3 separate regions of the Mus musculus genome follow, and all the other regions are linked to region 1. The links are chromatin contacts, called in public HiChIP or PLAC-seq maps. All regions are on one chromosome and are shown on one strand. The core of a region is the stretch at or near the end of the contact, and the rest is flanking DNA. Distances in the headings are between cores, read along the strand shown.

Region 1 (4,807 bases), core at 1,125-3,624:
TGCAACAAAGTCTATACAAAAAGTTCTCACCTGAAGGCACACCGGAGAACACACACAGGTACCGCTCCCATGGGCTTCTTACCGGGGCACGGGGGAGAGGCAGGGACTGGGAAGGGACAGCAGCTCGTCCTGGGCTCATCAGTGCATGATGAAACCTTCTCAACATAGCGAGTTTGGGTCATTCCTTCTGTCTTGCATACATTGTTTTTTCTAAATGTTGTGAACAGAATGAGCTAAACATCTTTCTGGTAATCAGCTTTGCCACTTAATAATTATATGATTTATTAAGTTTTTAAAATATCCACTGGACACTTCAAACAGCCAGCTGAACAAAAGTCTTCCCTTCCTTCAAGTTTACATTGAATTCACCACCATCCTTGGGGCATGTGTGTTCCGTTTTCAATTGTCTTCCTCTTTATTTTAGTTTTAGTTTTAGTTTTGTTTTTGTTTTTTTATGACACGGTTTTTCTGTGTAGCCCTGGTTGTCCTGGGATACACTCTGTAGACCAGCGTGGCCTCAAACGCAGAGAACCACCTGCCTCTGCCTCCCGAGTGCTGGGATTAAAGTGGAGGATTGACACCACTGCCAGGCAACACTCTTCTTCTTAAGTAGCAGAGAAATAAACTTAAAACTCAAAGTGTATTTTCAAAATCGGTTCCATAAAATCCTGTGTGATTTTCCTTAGTAGTGGTGGTCACATAGGGAGAGGATTTTCAATATTTACAGAGAAATGAAATTGATTCCTCAAGTAATTCACAATTTTACCACAACTCAACTATCTATCCTTCCATACACCTATGCCCCACTCATCTAGAAAGCACTGGTAATCATTATTAGCCATTGGCCACAATGTGGGGTTTTTTGTGCTGTGTGGCCCTAAGCTGGCATCCCCTGGGTTCCTTCTGAGTGCACTCAATGGGAGCTACTGGCAAGGAACAAAAGACAAAAGAAGACCCACCATCACTTGGTCTTCCCTACTGAGTGGCTGGTGACTTAATTCAGTGACATTCAAAGGAGCAGATGAAACAGGGAGACAGTCATAGCCTCCCTGCTGTAACAGGTCACAAACCAGCAAGTCCTGTCAAGTACCTGTCGTTGACACAGACCAGACTCCAGCAAGATTCTCTCATGGGAAACTTCAAGCATAATAGATTCCTGTGTGACTGTGTAAAACGCATTCTCCCTCATATCAAAATAACCACTCAAGGCAAACCACTTCCCAGATTAAATTGTAAAATCATTTAAACTGGCCTTCTTTGCCATTTCTTGAGCGTATGTTACTACATCTGTTTGCAAAGTCATGGGCCAGAAGCATTAATCATGCATGCTATCTACAGGGACTGCAAATGGGTACAACATGCTATAAATTCATGAGTTTAATTGAAGTCTCTCCACAATGGTACCCATGAGCATATTTTGTCACGCTGGTCATTATTATAGCTCACAGGGTTCTCAACTGAGTAAGGCACAACTGACGACTCCACCCCACCCCAGCAGCCTACAGAGCACCTCCCTGTACTAGGAGAGCTAGCCAACAGGAAGTAAGTGTTCTGCTCGGTACCCAGTTGGTTTCTGCATGCCCTACGGCCAAAGTATATGATGATTTTAGCAATGGGGTCTTACAATCAAGTACTGCTGGGTAACCAAGACTGATAGCTTTTATTGTTTGGGGGATATCTCTGGATACCCCTGATCAACAAGTCAGGGAGAAATGTCCCATACCTGGCCCTGGAGTTTCTATTTGGCAGCCTGTGATTTCCAAGAGAAGTACATGTCCTGAGCAGGCAACTCAAATGAAACAGGGAGGCAATCAGAAGAAACGTCAGTAGTCTGTACTGTTTTAGGGGTCTCTTACACCCTCCTGACCAATATCCCCAGCCAGGAACTGGAATTTTTATTAGCTCGTCTACTGTGTTTGGTTTCTTCTGTGAGTCTCCTCTGCTTCCGATCTTTTCCCCCCGCTTTCTGCTTAATTCTGTGTTCTTCTCCCCCCCCCCCTTGATTTTGCACTTCCTCATGAGATGTTCTCACCTTTCATAGGCACTACTTTTAATTTTGTGGTATATTGATTTACCATGGTTTTGGGAATTGAATTCACAGCCATGTACATGCTACCAATAAATAGACCAGTGAGGTCCATTCTCAGCCCATTGGACTGTTTTTAAATCACATTCTTAGTCATTAAGACAAATAAATGAGCACAAAGACATGAAAGCCCACAAGCCGGAAGTGTGGTGAGTCCGTGCCCCAGTTGTTATGGGGAAATTTCTATCCACACACACACAGAAATTGTCTTCTGTGAATCATCACATGCTGAGCTATTTCTATTCTCCTTGAGCTTTCTGGAATACATATTAGCCTCATTTTCACACAGACACACCCCTATTCTATTCATCCAAGTGATACAGAGCAAAAGAGAGGAGGGTTTTTAATCGGGTGTGATTAAAGAACGTATTTCCCCAGGACGATTGGATTTCATCTTACAGGTTTTAACATATACTAAGCGAGTAGAAGAGACATCAGTTATTCACGATGATTCAAAGCAACGTAAACCATGGGCAGCTGAAGCAGAATTAGTAAGCTTGAGTTATTAGTAAGATGACCTCATAGACTTTCAAGGTCACAGTAGCCTTCTACATCACAACACGGAGTATGTTTTCTAGTTAGAGGGAGCTCTTGCTTAGGAGCAAGTCACTTCTCCGCTGTTTTCCACACACTCGTACATCCTTTGTCTTGTTCAGTCTGCACAGCTCTTTTTCACACGAGGACTGCTGCCCCTACACTAGGTTTTCCAGCTCTCCTTATGGACGTCCACCGGCAGCTTGTTCATCGGCAAGACATTGGGTGGAAGTTTAAGACAGAGTCCTGTCTGTCCTCTTATGGTGCCATTTGGGGCTTCCAGGTGGATGGAGATCCCTCAACTGATCAAACTTTTTCCGACACTGACTGGCACTCACTGGGTCATGGTGAAGTACCTCCTGACCTCCAGATCAGACACTCCCGATTTTGTCAGCCATGTCTTTTCTAGGTACGCTCACACCTGTCTCCTTATGCTGTCTTTATAAGGTTTGTGTTCCCTATATACTGAGGGAAGAGATATTTATGGAAGTCTCTTAATGTGGACAAAATATATGTAAGTCTTCTGGAAGTTAACTCTATTAGGAGCATGTAGGTCAAGGAATGCTGCCAATGAGATCTAGTTTATCCATTGTAGCAGATAGAAGCCGATTAATTTTTTAGACCTAGGCTTGTAATGTTTGAGCTATCCCTGAAATGATGACTTGCTCTGGAGGTGAGGTTGAGGCAACTTCTGGGGATCCAGGGAACTCTTGCTGTAATGTTGGCAGCCTGGGGATTTATATGTTACATTCTCCAATCCAGAAAATACATATTATAAGCCCACTGTAGTGACTTACGGTATTGTGTTAAAATCAGTAAGTCAAAAGGATCTGAATAATACACACACACACACACACACACACACACACACACCATCTCTCCTTCATCTTTTCCAGTCGATTGATGGGCAGATTGAATATGACAAATGCAAAGAAAATACCCTGAGTTGTAATCCTAGAGACCTCCATATGGCAGGCTCTTCGTGTAGATATGCTACCTCTAGTCTGCAGCAACATATACTCGCTAAACTCCAGCTCAAAACCCAAAATGTATCAAATCCATTTATCCCCTTCCCAGGGAATCACTTACAGCCAATCCTCTGTATCCAAAGGGTCTACTCCTGCACATTAGTCTTGGATCTTACTTAACATCTGTGAGCTTTTTCTTGTCAGCATCCCTTAGCTGTATGCATAGAAGCTATGGGAAGCATTTGCATTGTTTCAGATGCTGTAAACAGCCAGATATCATCTGGGGTGTACAAGAAGATGCGCAGAGGTTAGATGCAAATACTTCACTGGTTTCTATCTTACACCTTGAGTATCTGTGAGGATGGGGCAAGAACCAGTTCTCTGATACCAAGGGACCACTCTAGTCTGTGCAGGCATAGCCTCTTGAAATGACAGTCAAGTGACATTATTCTCAAATAGAAAGAAAGAGTAAAATTTGGTTAGCTTGTTGTAACTGGTGTCAAATGATCCCAGGCTAGCTTATAATTTATAATTATATACAAGATTTCATAACATAGTGAGTAAAATGTAATCAGCACTAGCTCTATAGAAATTCAGGCTGGCTTGCATGCTTTTACTAAACAGCTTCTTAGCCTTACCTTTGCTTCAGGCATGTTGAGTAAGATCCTTATGTGTGACCAAAAATACTGTATGTGGAGTTTGGGATTATAACTGATGAGTTACGAAATCCGCGCACGCTATGGGAAGGGAGCGGGCTGCAGTGAGAAACTTTCCTTAAGAAGGACACAGTAATTATCGTGTTAATGTTTTACAGTTCTGCACTTTAGTAGTGTCTGACCACTCGTGTATTTCCTTAGGACGCAACCTTGTAAACATTTCTAGGGATACAGGAAAGGGAACTCTTCTACATGTTAGCAATGCATACACAATTAAAGAAGAGTTTGGGAGTGCACATTTAAATAATTTCAATTTTAAAATAATCAACTCTGTTTTGTTACTGTGCCGCTCAGGTAGTGGCAGGAATATGTGAGCAATTATTTTGAAATAGTGTCATGATGGCAACCCCTGCCGAGGCTACATTGTTAAAGGAACATTACAAAGGAGAAAATGTAGCTCAGGAGTCATCACAATGTTGCCAGCAGGCCCACTGTTCCTACCCTCTCGTCTACATTGTATATTTCTTCCACACAATAAGGTATGCAGTGTATTTAAATGAAAT
Region 2 (4,152 bases), core at 703-3,202, 720 kb after region 1:
ACAAAAAGTCAAAGAAAGGCTGTTTAACAGAAATGTAAGAGCTAGAAGAACAAAGGGAAAGAGAAGCGAAAATACAGTATTATGCAGAAGGTTGCCAGGAAGTTAAACGGCAGGAATCTTGATCTTAAGTTGGGCCTATGGGGAGAGCCCAGACAATAGTGTTTGCCCTGCAAAGCATGACGACCCAAGTGCCATCCCTAGAACCCATGTAACAGAGCAGGGTGGGGTGGCCTATGCTGGAAATCCCAGCACTGGAGAGGCCAACAAAGGCAGATCTTTGAGGCTCCCTGGTCAGGCAACCTAGCACGCTAGCTAAAAAACCGTGTGTCAACGGAACAGAACAAACCCCATAGATAGCACCAGAAGAACAACTCTTGAATTTGTCCCTTAACCTCTTTTACCTGCCTACAATTGTGCACACAGCATACCCAGCACAAATTAAGAAAAGGAAAAAAAATCTTGCAATAAGGTCATAATTCCTAGGAACATTTACTGAGACCTTTCCCTGTTTTGCTTTACCTTTCACCTCTCCAGCTCTTTGAGAGAGGAGCTTTTCTAGGTTTGGCTGGCCCTGGAACTCACCGTGTAGGAAAACGGGATCCTCCTCTTCTGTCTCCCTAGTGCTGAGATTACACAGGGCCACTGTACCAGGAAGCATGGGCTTTGTCGTCTACCTCCCAACCTTCCCTTCCGTACGGAATGGAAGTGAATACTGACTTGAGGACCCTGCTAATGAACCTCGTTCTCCCTATTATGAATCTTTTATTTAATCTCAGTTTTTCAAACAAATGACAAATAGCAGAAATAACTGGTTTTTAAACGTTGTCTACAAAATATTCATGGCTTATACTACATTAAAACTGGACATGGATTTGAAGCACAATGACCTAATCTCATTTTGTAGACAAGCAGTATACAACAAAGTACCCAAAATATATTTTATTCAGTGGTAATAGTCATGCAATCACCAGAACCAGGAAATGACCACACAGTAGGACCTTTCCCAGCTGGTCTTGTTTGGAAGCAGGCCATAAGATAGCTGAGATAGAGCATCTGTCTGTACACAGCAGGACAACTGAGTATAAAGAAAGGGCTGGAGCGAGCTACTGAGCCCAGGCAGGCTGGCAAAGCTAAGCACAGTGGCAGCATGAGGCAGGCAGTCTCAGGGCAGAGGGTGGCCTTCCAGGGCTTCATGGATGGGCCAGCAGAAAGAATCCTGTGCCTCACAGTCTTGGCGAGGGCTGGGAAATCCTGACTAGGGATTTTAGTTCTAATGCTACAAGCAATTGGGGTCAAAGCCTTCTGAAAACCATTCTGTTCTTGAAGGCTGTGCTTCAACATGCCAGTGTCCCTGGGTCTCCAGCCTTCAGTGGATTTACTGTAGGAAATGGGCTGATGAGGGCAGATGCTAACCTGTCTAATACAATGAGAGTCAGCTCTCATTCACAGGATGACTGCTGCTTGTATTTCCATTATTGGCCTTCTTCACAGCACAAGCAATTTACCAAATTTCTCTTGAACTCTGTAAGTAACTAAATCAATTCTTAGGATAAAAACTTGAAACATTACAGACATCTTTACCACTACTTTCAAATCCATTTCTCCTTGTAGAAACCATCAGTTACCAGCTTTCTTTGTAACTTTCTAACCACTCCCTCCTCCCCAAACATGCATGTGTCACGTATAGGACGGACTCCAGTCTCCTTTGTTAAACAGATGGCATCATACTGCATTACTCTTCTTTATCTACAACCCCCTTTCCAGTTTATGTGCCTTGGACTACTTTATGTCTGAAGCTCATTCCTTTTACATTAGTTTACAATGTGAATACAGTCATGATTCATTTCATCTCATTTGCTAATTCTAAGCTGAGAAACATTTACAGAGTGCTGTTGACAGACATGCTGTGGATGTTTGCACTGCTCCAGAGAACACTGCAGTAACTGCCTGCTAAGCACAAGTCAATGCTCCAATCCTCAAGTAGCTCTGCCGGGTCACAGAGATGTTGGTACACTAGCTGGGTGTGGTGGCACACACCTTTAATCCTAGCACTTAGAAGGCAGAATAGGCATATCTCTGAGTCAAGGCCAGCCTTGCCTACACAGTTCCAGGACATACAGGGCGACATGGAGAAACCCTGTCTCAAAAAGAAACAAACAACGCCCCCCAAACAAACAAAAGAACCCTTTGGTATACTGTACAACTTAACTTAATAGCTATATCAACTTAAAATGCTACTAGAAGCATATAAATTATAGCTTCCCCATATCTTCACAAATATTTTCATATAAAATGTACCTATAAAATACTTGCTATGTATATTTTATGAATTAAACCTTCAAATAGTGCCTGCCAGCTTTCCCTTTGATGTAAATTACAAAAGTATTTTTATGTGTTGAAGACATCTACTTAGTAGTGGAGGACTTGCCTAGTGTTCACTCAGTCCTCAGGAAAACACACGCAGGCATGCATATATGCATGCATGCACACCCCGCACAGCAAAACAAAACCTTCCACAGTGAGTCCTTTTCCCAGTGGTATTTTCATCTGTGTTATGATTTTCGCCTGTATTAGAAGAAGATCCTCTACATCAGACCTTTAGCCCCCCACCCCCCATTTCTCGCCTAGTTCCCTCTTACCAAACAGCCCTGGTTTATTTGCCTAAAATGATGAGCTTCCTTCTGAATCATCTCAACATTCCCCAAACCAAAATACATGTCTTAAGAAACCAGGCTGCTCCATGGACCCCACCAAGCAGCGTCGGCACAGATTAAAGCTTGTGAGCCACTAATGCTCTAACTTTAGTAGAGAATATCCTCATTTGTTTCCTCATGCTCTGAGATACTTCTTTTCAAAGGAGAAGACCGATTCATATCTTCACACACAGTAAGATACTAGGCGTGGAGGTCACTATCCTCACAACAACTTAAGTTATGAGAAAGAGGAACATATCCTAAAATATAATAGGATTGTAAAAGGATATCTTGGTAAAGGAGGGCAGAAGGAAAATTTACCTCATACGGCTTGATTTAGAGGTAATTTTATAAAAAGCAACTCAATTTTTGATAAGGCAAATTTTAAAAATAGATATTAAGTATTTTTATTTAAATGATCTGTTTTGACTTTATATATAGCCAGCCCTGGTGGTATACACCTATAATCACAGCATTTGGCAGGTAGAGGCAGGGAGGTCAGGAGTTTAGGGTTATCCTTAGTTACATAGTGAGTTCAAGGCTAGCCTGAGGTATTTGAAATACTGTCTCAAAAAACTCAAACTAAGACTAAAAAATAATTACTGTTTATAGGGATTCACTTCATGCTGATGTTAAAATAGAAAACACTATGTGATATTGTACTTTCCTCTAAACCTACCTAGAAAGCAGGTCAAGCATTTTATTGAGAATTGCAGGAGCAATGACAGGAGCTTAAGCACAAACACAAAGCTCTGGTCACATAGGTCTTCCCTGCTGCACTATGGAATTTTCCAACTGAAAAGCAATCAGGTAAGAAAAACTCCCGTCAACGTGGCAACAATGACTGCTACAGGGTACAAGAAAAGCATTTGAAAGGCGGTTGCATATTTGTGCAAATGTTTCTGTCATTTACATTTCTTCAACCAGTTAGCTTCCCAGCTGTAATACTACATCTGTCATTTTTGGCTTACAAACTAATTCTTAAATGAATGTGAGAGATGGTTTTTGCCGAGTTAAAAAACGCTGAGTATGTTTAACAACTGTACCATGGACTTATGAGAATTTCAAGCACGCATTTAGAGTAATTCGATGCATCTATCATATCATGATCAAATAAAATTGTAAGGGCATTAATAAAATAAACACTATGTAGTAATATTGGTAATAACTTAGTAAAGTTGAGGCAAAGAAAAAGAGGTTTTCCGGGTATGTGAAGATAAAAGTACTTAACTGAAAGAAATACAAGAAAGGAATGCTGTTTTAAAATAAACCAGAGCATGAAGGACAAAACTTTTAAGGTAAAACATTTATAACAGTATTTGAATGGTGTGCTGCTGTCTAGTCTGTCTTTTTGGGAAACATGACAACACTGACCATTTCAGCCTGAACGCTCCTTTGAGCCAAGAGCATTTACTGTATCTGTGCCTCACACTCAGCTACATCCCACAGTCCTTTCACT
Region 3 (4,231 bases), core at 1,593-4,092, 850 kb after region 1:
CTTTTATTACTGTGGGCATATCTATGTTCATGTTTGTGAGGATGTGTGTGTGTGTGTGTGTGTGTGCACACGCGCGTGTGCATCTGCACACACGCATACTAGGAGGTTGGAGGCCAATCTCGGGTATTATCCCTCTTGGTTTTTTGAGATATGGTCTTCATTGGCATTGATCCAATTTGTAATCTAGGCTGGCTGGGCAAGGAGCCCCAAGGATGGGGCTGTAATTACCTCCCCTACACTAGGAGGACAACCATCCATCACTCCTGGCTTTGTGAGATGGGTCCTGAGGCTCTAACTCATGTCCTTGTGCTTGCTCTGCAAATGGCAAGCATGCTACCTACTAAGCTATCTTCCCAGCTGCTGTTATTTACTTTGGATTAAGATAATTTGAAGTTAGACAACTTTAAAATAAGCTGTCTTATCATAATCAGTGAATGTCGTAAGGCCAAACTAACACAATGACTATATAAACTACATCTGGCTCACGCACAACTCTTTCCTGTCTACGCTGCCATAAAACGCAGAAGAAACAGCCATCTGGTGTCTTAGGGTTGCAATGACTGTGATGAAACACCACGACCAAAAGCAACTCTGGGAGAAAAGGGCTGATCTGGCTTAAACCATATTACTGGTCACCACTGAAGGAAGTCAGGGCAGGAACTCAAACAGGACAGGAACCTGGAAGGAGGACCTGAGGCATCCTGAGTAGGACCTCAGGAGTGCTACTTAATGGCTTGGCTCAGCTTGCTTTCTTACAGACCCCAGGACTACCAGCCTGTCAATGGGACCATCCACAATACACTGTGCCCGCCTATACTAAGTTTTAATCAAGAAAATGTCCAACAGGTTTGGCTGAAATGCAATCTAATGGGCGCATCTTCTCAACGGAGTCTGAGACTTGAGCTTAAAGTCAAGCTGACATCAAAGCAGCCAACGCACCTTGCTTTACAGCTTTTCTAGGAAAGTGTGCTTAACAAATCAAAAGAGCCTTGCCAGTGTAGCAAAGTAAAAACAAGCAACCCTGATTTCCTGAAGAACACACTTCCTATGTTCCCTCCTTCTGGTTAATATTATTCATAGCACATGCGTTACAATTTTTTTTCTTCCGGTTTTTCGAGACAGGGTTTCTCTGTGTGGCCCTGGCTGTCCTGGAACTCACTTTTTGTAGACCAGGCTGGCCTTGAACTCAGAAATCCGCCTGCCTCTGCCTCCCGAGTGCTGGGATTAAAGGAGTGTGCCACCACACCCGGCTACGCATTACAATTTCAAAATTGCTCATTTTGCTGAGTTTTTTTTTTTTTTTTTTCCAACAGTGCAGGACTTTGCTCCCTTTTATAATAACCACAAGCTTTATTAGGGCTGAACGTTTTCAAATGGCTGGGCAAAAGGAAACAAAGGTATCACTATTTTATGACAGAAAAATAATAAGAAATTCACATTTCTGTGTCCATAATTCGTTACTAGAGCGTGGCATGTTTGTCTCCATATTGGTCTTGGCTGCTGTCTTTGGTCTGAGGTATATATGAGTAGCTCAGCTGTGACCAGCTAACTTGTAAAGCCTGTGTGCTGTTTCTGTGCTGGTGTGGGCAGTTCCTGGATGTCGACCTCCTGCATAAGAGCGCTCAGATCATGTCTGCTCAAAGAACCATTACAAGATTAGGTGCCATCTTCTTCTTGTATTTACACTTAAAATTATTTGTAGTTACTTTCACTTAAAATCACTTGTAAACACTAGGCAAGAGAAACTTACTGGTAGTTTTGTGGACTTAAAGATAGAAGGACTAGCAAGGGTTTGTTCATGGAGATTAGAATAATCACTGGGACTTTCAAAGGGATTTAAAACAGGGATCCTTCCTGGAGTTTCTGGTGTTATTTGCATTTTTAATTCGCTGACATCTCCCATAGCCCAGGAAGCAAACTAGAAAGAAATCAAAAGTACACATATTAAAATTACTGAATATCATAGATATTAATCCCGACAAAATACATTCAACATCTCACTCCAAATCGAATCCTCTTGGGGTTAAGTTTCTATGGTTTACAAAGGAGAATCAGCCCTGCACGTTTTCTCAGATGATCCGGAGCCGAGCCTTGGGAGCTGGGGAAGGTACGGCAATGCTCCTATCACTTTTTCAGAGGAAGCAACGCATGCACGGAAGTTATGCGGCATATATGAAGCAGCCAACCGGTTATGAGTGGGCTCTGGTCCAATCTGATTACACCAAAAATAAGTGCCTTTCCAACCAAACGACTTCTATTTATCGTTTTCCTTATTCATCATCTCAAGACAAAACCGTACGAACACCGTCCGGATACCCAAGTAATTCCACACAGAACTGCAATTTTTACTACTGGCACGTTAGTCCTCACTTGAACAGGGTGAGTGACAGGCTGGACCCAGGTGGGGATTTAAACTACTTTTCCTAAAGAGCACTCCCCCTCCGGGATCCAAAGGCACGCTGCATTCCTTCCAAAGAGGGTTACAGCCAGAAGGGAGATGGGGGCGGGGGTGAAGAAGAAGAAAAGAAAAGAATTTACTTTTGTAAGATCAAAGTTGAGCGGGCTCCCTCGGAAACAGCAGAGACGTCACTTCCAGCGACCATTCAGTGTCCAGGCGCCCTCTCTCTCTGCTCCCCTTCACACCTAGGCGAGCTCACAGGTACGTCTGGGGCCAGGAAACCAGAGCGGTCCACCTCGAAGCAGGAGTCCAGGCCTGGGGCCACGGAGAACGTACCTACACTCGTGGGCAACGTGGAAGTTCTAGCATCACCCTGCAGATGCCCACGCCAGGCGCCGACTCTTTAACTCCCTCCGTGCTCTCCGGCCAACCAGGGCGCGGGGCGGGGAGAGGTCACCGGCCAATCGCGTCCCACCGCCGTCCGCGAACCAGCCAATGGCGTCGAGGCGGCCGGGTGAATTCGAACGCTAACTCCTCGCTCTACGTTCCGCGCAAGGGAACGAGGCTCCAAATTCAAATCAACGCGGTCCGGCGTCGGCGCTCGGCGCTCGGCGCGAGGGGGCGTGGCCCGGGCGGCGGGGGCGTGGCCTGGGCGGTGCGAGCGCCGCCGCGCGGTGTGTGGGCGGGGCCGAGCGGCGGCGGGCGCTCCAGTTCCGGGTCAGGCCTTCTCCCACCGGGGCGGGGGCCTCTCCTCTCCATGGCGAGCGGTAGCGGCCCGGGCGCGGCGGCCTCGGCCAACCTGAACGCGGTGAGGGAGACCATGGACGGTGAGTGCGCGTCGTTCTCGTCTGACCGGGCCTGCGCTTCCCGGCGCCGAGCCCCCGGATGGAGGCGTCGTAGAGGGCCCCACGGTCCCCGCGTCGGCCTCGGCGGTATCCTGCGAGGGGACGGGGAAGGGGACCCGCCGCGACCTCGAAGCTGGCGGCCCCAGAGCTCCGGTCTTCCGCTGCGGCGGAGTTTGGCGCGCGCGGGGCGTTCCAGGCCTCGCGACCGCTGCCTGCGAGCCCATCCTGGGGCCACGCGACCCGCCAAGTGTCTGGCGCCTGCTCGTGTCTGGCGCGTGCTCGTGGCCTGGGGACCCGGGGCGAAAGGGGTCGTGGACCTTTTTGTCCACGCGGTGAGCTCAGTTCCGGGGCCCAGGCGTTTCAGTAACGGGTTATTTGTTTCCAGTGATTGAGCACCACTCCCCGTCACCATCTCCCACTCCTTAGATCGGGCGACACGGGTGACCGCGGTTGTGGGTGTGTCCGCGCCCGCTGCCTGATAGGTAGAGCGCACCCAGAGGTACAGAAATAAGTCTCAGAGTTCCCTTCTCTCTGCTATGGTTCTGCAGCTTTGTCCCTCTCGGACCCAACACTTAGAAAGTAACTATTATTCGTAAACAATAAAATAAAGTTGTAGCTCCGGGTATTTAAAATAAGACAGCCAGGTAAAGTGTGTGTCAAGTGATCGGTTTTATTTGCTTTTTCTTTTGCGTTAGCAAGCATCTTTCTTTGTCTTAATTTTACACGTTTCCATCTACGTGTGGTTCTACATGTCTGTTTTGGCAGTGGCTTTGATGGTTTCCAGAGGTTACCCCCTCAACATCTTTCTCAAAAGATAACCTTACGCTTTGCAGTGGTTTTCCCCACCTAATTGTTTGCCACATTGTTCTTTTTCTGTCTCCAGCCTGTCTTTTTTTTTTTTCTTTTTTCTTTCATCTTAGATGTTCCACGGCTTATTGTTTTGTAAAAATAAATGTATGTACACAAGGGTACCGTTGTGGTTTTTAGG

What was found. HiChIP or PLAC-seq counts read pairs in DNA pulled down with a chosen protein or histone mark.
Region 2: a contact with region 1 is called in a FOXA1 HiChIP or PLAC-seq map of pancreatic cancer cells. The contact joins two enhancer-like sites. A contact is called at or near these places in 1 of 484 Hi-C or Micro-C datasets (nephron progenitors), 2 of 115 datasets of contacts at active chromatin or transcription factors (neural progenitor cells and pancreatic cancer cells) and 2 of 9 other capture datasets (embryonic stem cells and liver).
Region 3: an HNF4G HiChIP or PLAC-seq map of pancreatic cancer cells shows a contact between it and region 1. The contact joins the promoter of Bora here to the enhancer-like site in region 1. A contact is called at or near these places in 6 of 39 promoter capture datasets (the 3T3-L1 cell line, the HPC-7 cell line, cranial neural crest and 3 more) and 8 of 115 datasets of contacts at active chromatin or transcription factors (astrocytes, craniofacial prominence, embryonic limb bud and 4 more).

What each region holds. Positions count from the first base shown.
Region 1 is chr14:99,895,333-99,900,139 of GRCm38.p6, reverse strand. It overlaps Klf12 (Kruppel-like factor 12), which reads left to right. Exons shown (of 7, transcript NM_010636.3): 6 at 1-58. Among named protein-coding and RNA genes, the nearest start is that of Gm22970, 120 kb to the right of the region's middle. Within about 2 kb of position 2,374, at least 16 of the 459 cell types and tissues checked have an H3K27ac peak or open chromatin away from gene starts, as enhancers often do. A contact at or near this core is called in pancreatic cancer cells, where this site is marked.
Region 2 is chr14:99,172,136-99,176,287 of GRCm38.p6, reverse strand. The region is part of intron 10 of Pibf1 (progesterone immunomodulatory binding factor 1); the gene reads right to left. Among named protein-coding and RNA genes, the nearest start is that of Dis3, 74 kb to the right of the region's middle. Within about 2 kb of position 1,952, at least 32 of the 459 cell types and tissues checked have an H3K27ac peak or open chromatin away from gene starts, as enhancers often do. A contact at or near this core is called in pancreatic cancer cells, where this site is marked.
Region 3 is chr14:99,044,988-99,049,218 of GRCm38.p6, reverse strand. Bora (bora, aurora kinase A activator) reads right to left here and starts at 2,842. Exons shown (of 12, transcript NM_175265.5): 1 at 2,539-2,842; 2 at 1,751-1,918. The coding sequence starts at 1,903. It overlaps Mzt1 (mitotic spindle organizing protein 1), which reads left to right and starts at 3,083. Exons shown (of 3, transcript NM_175245.4): 1 at 3,083-3,225. The coding sequence starts at 3,156.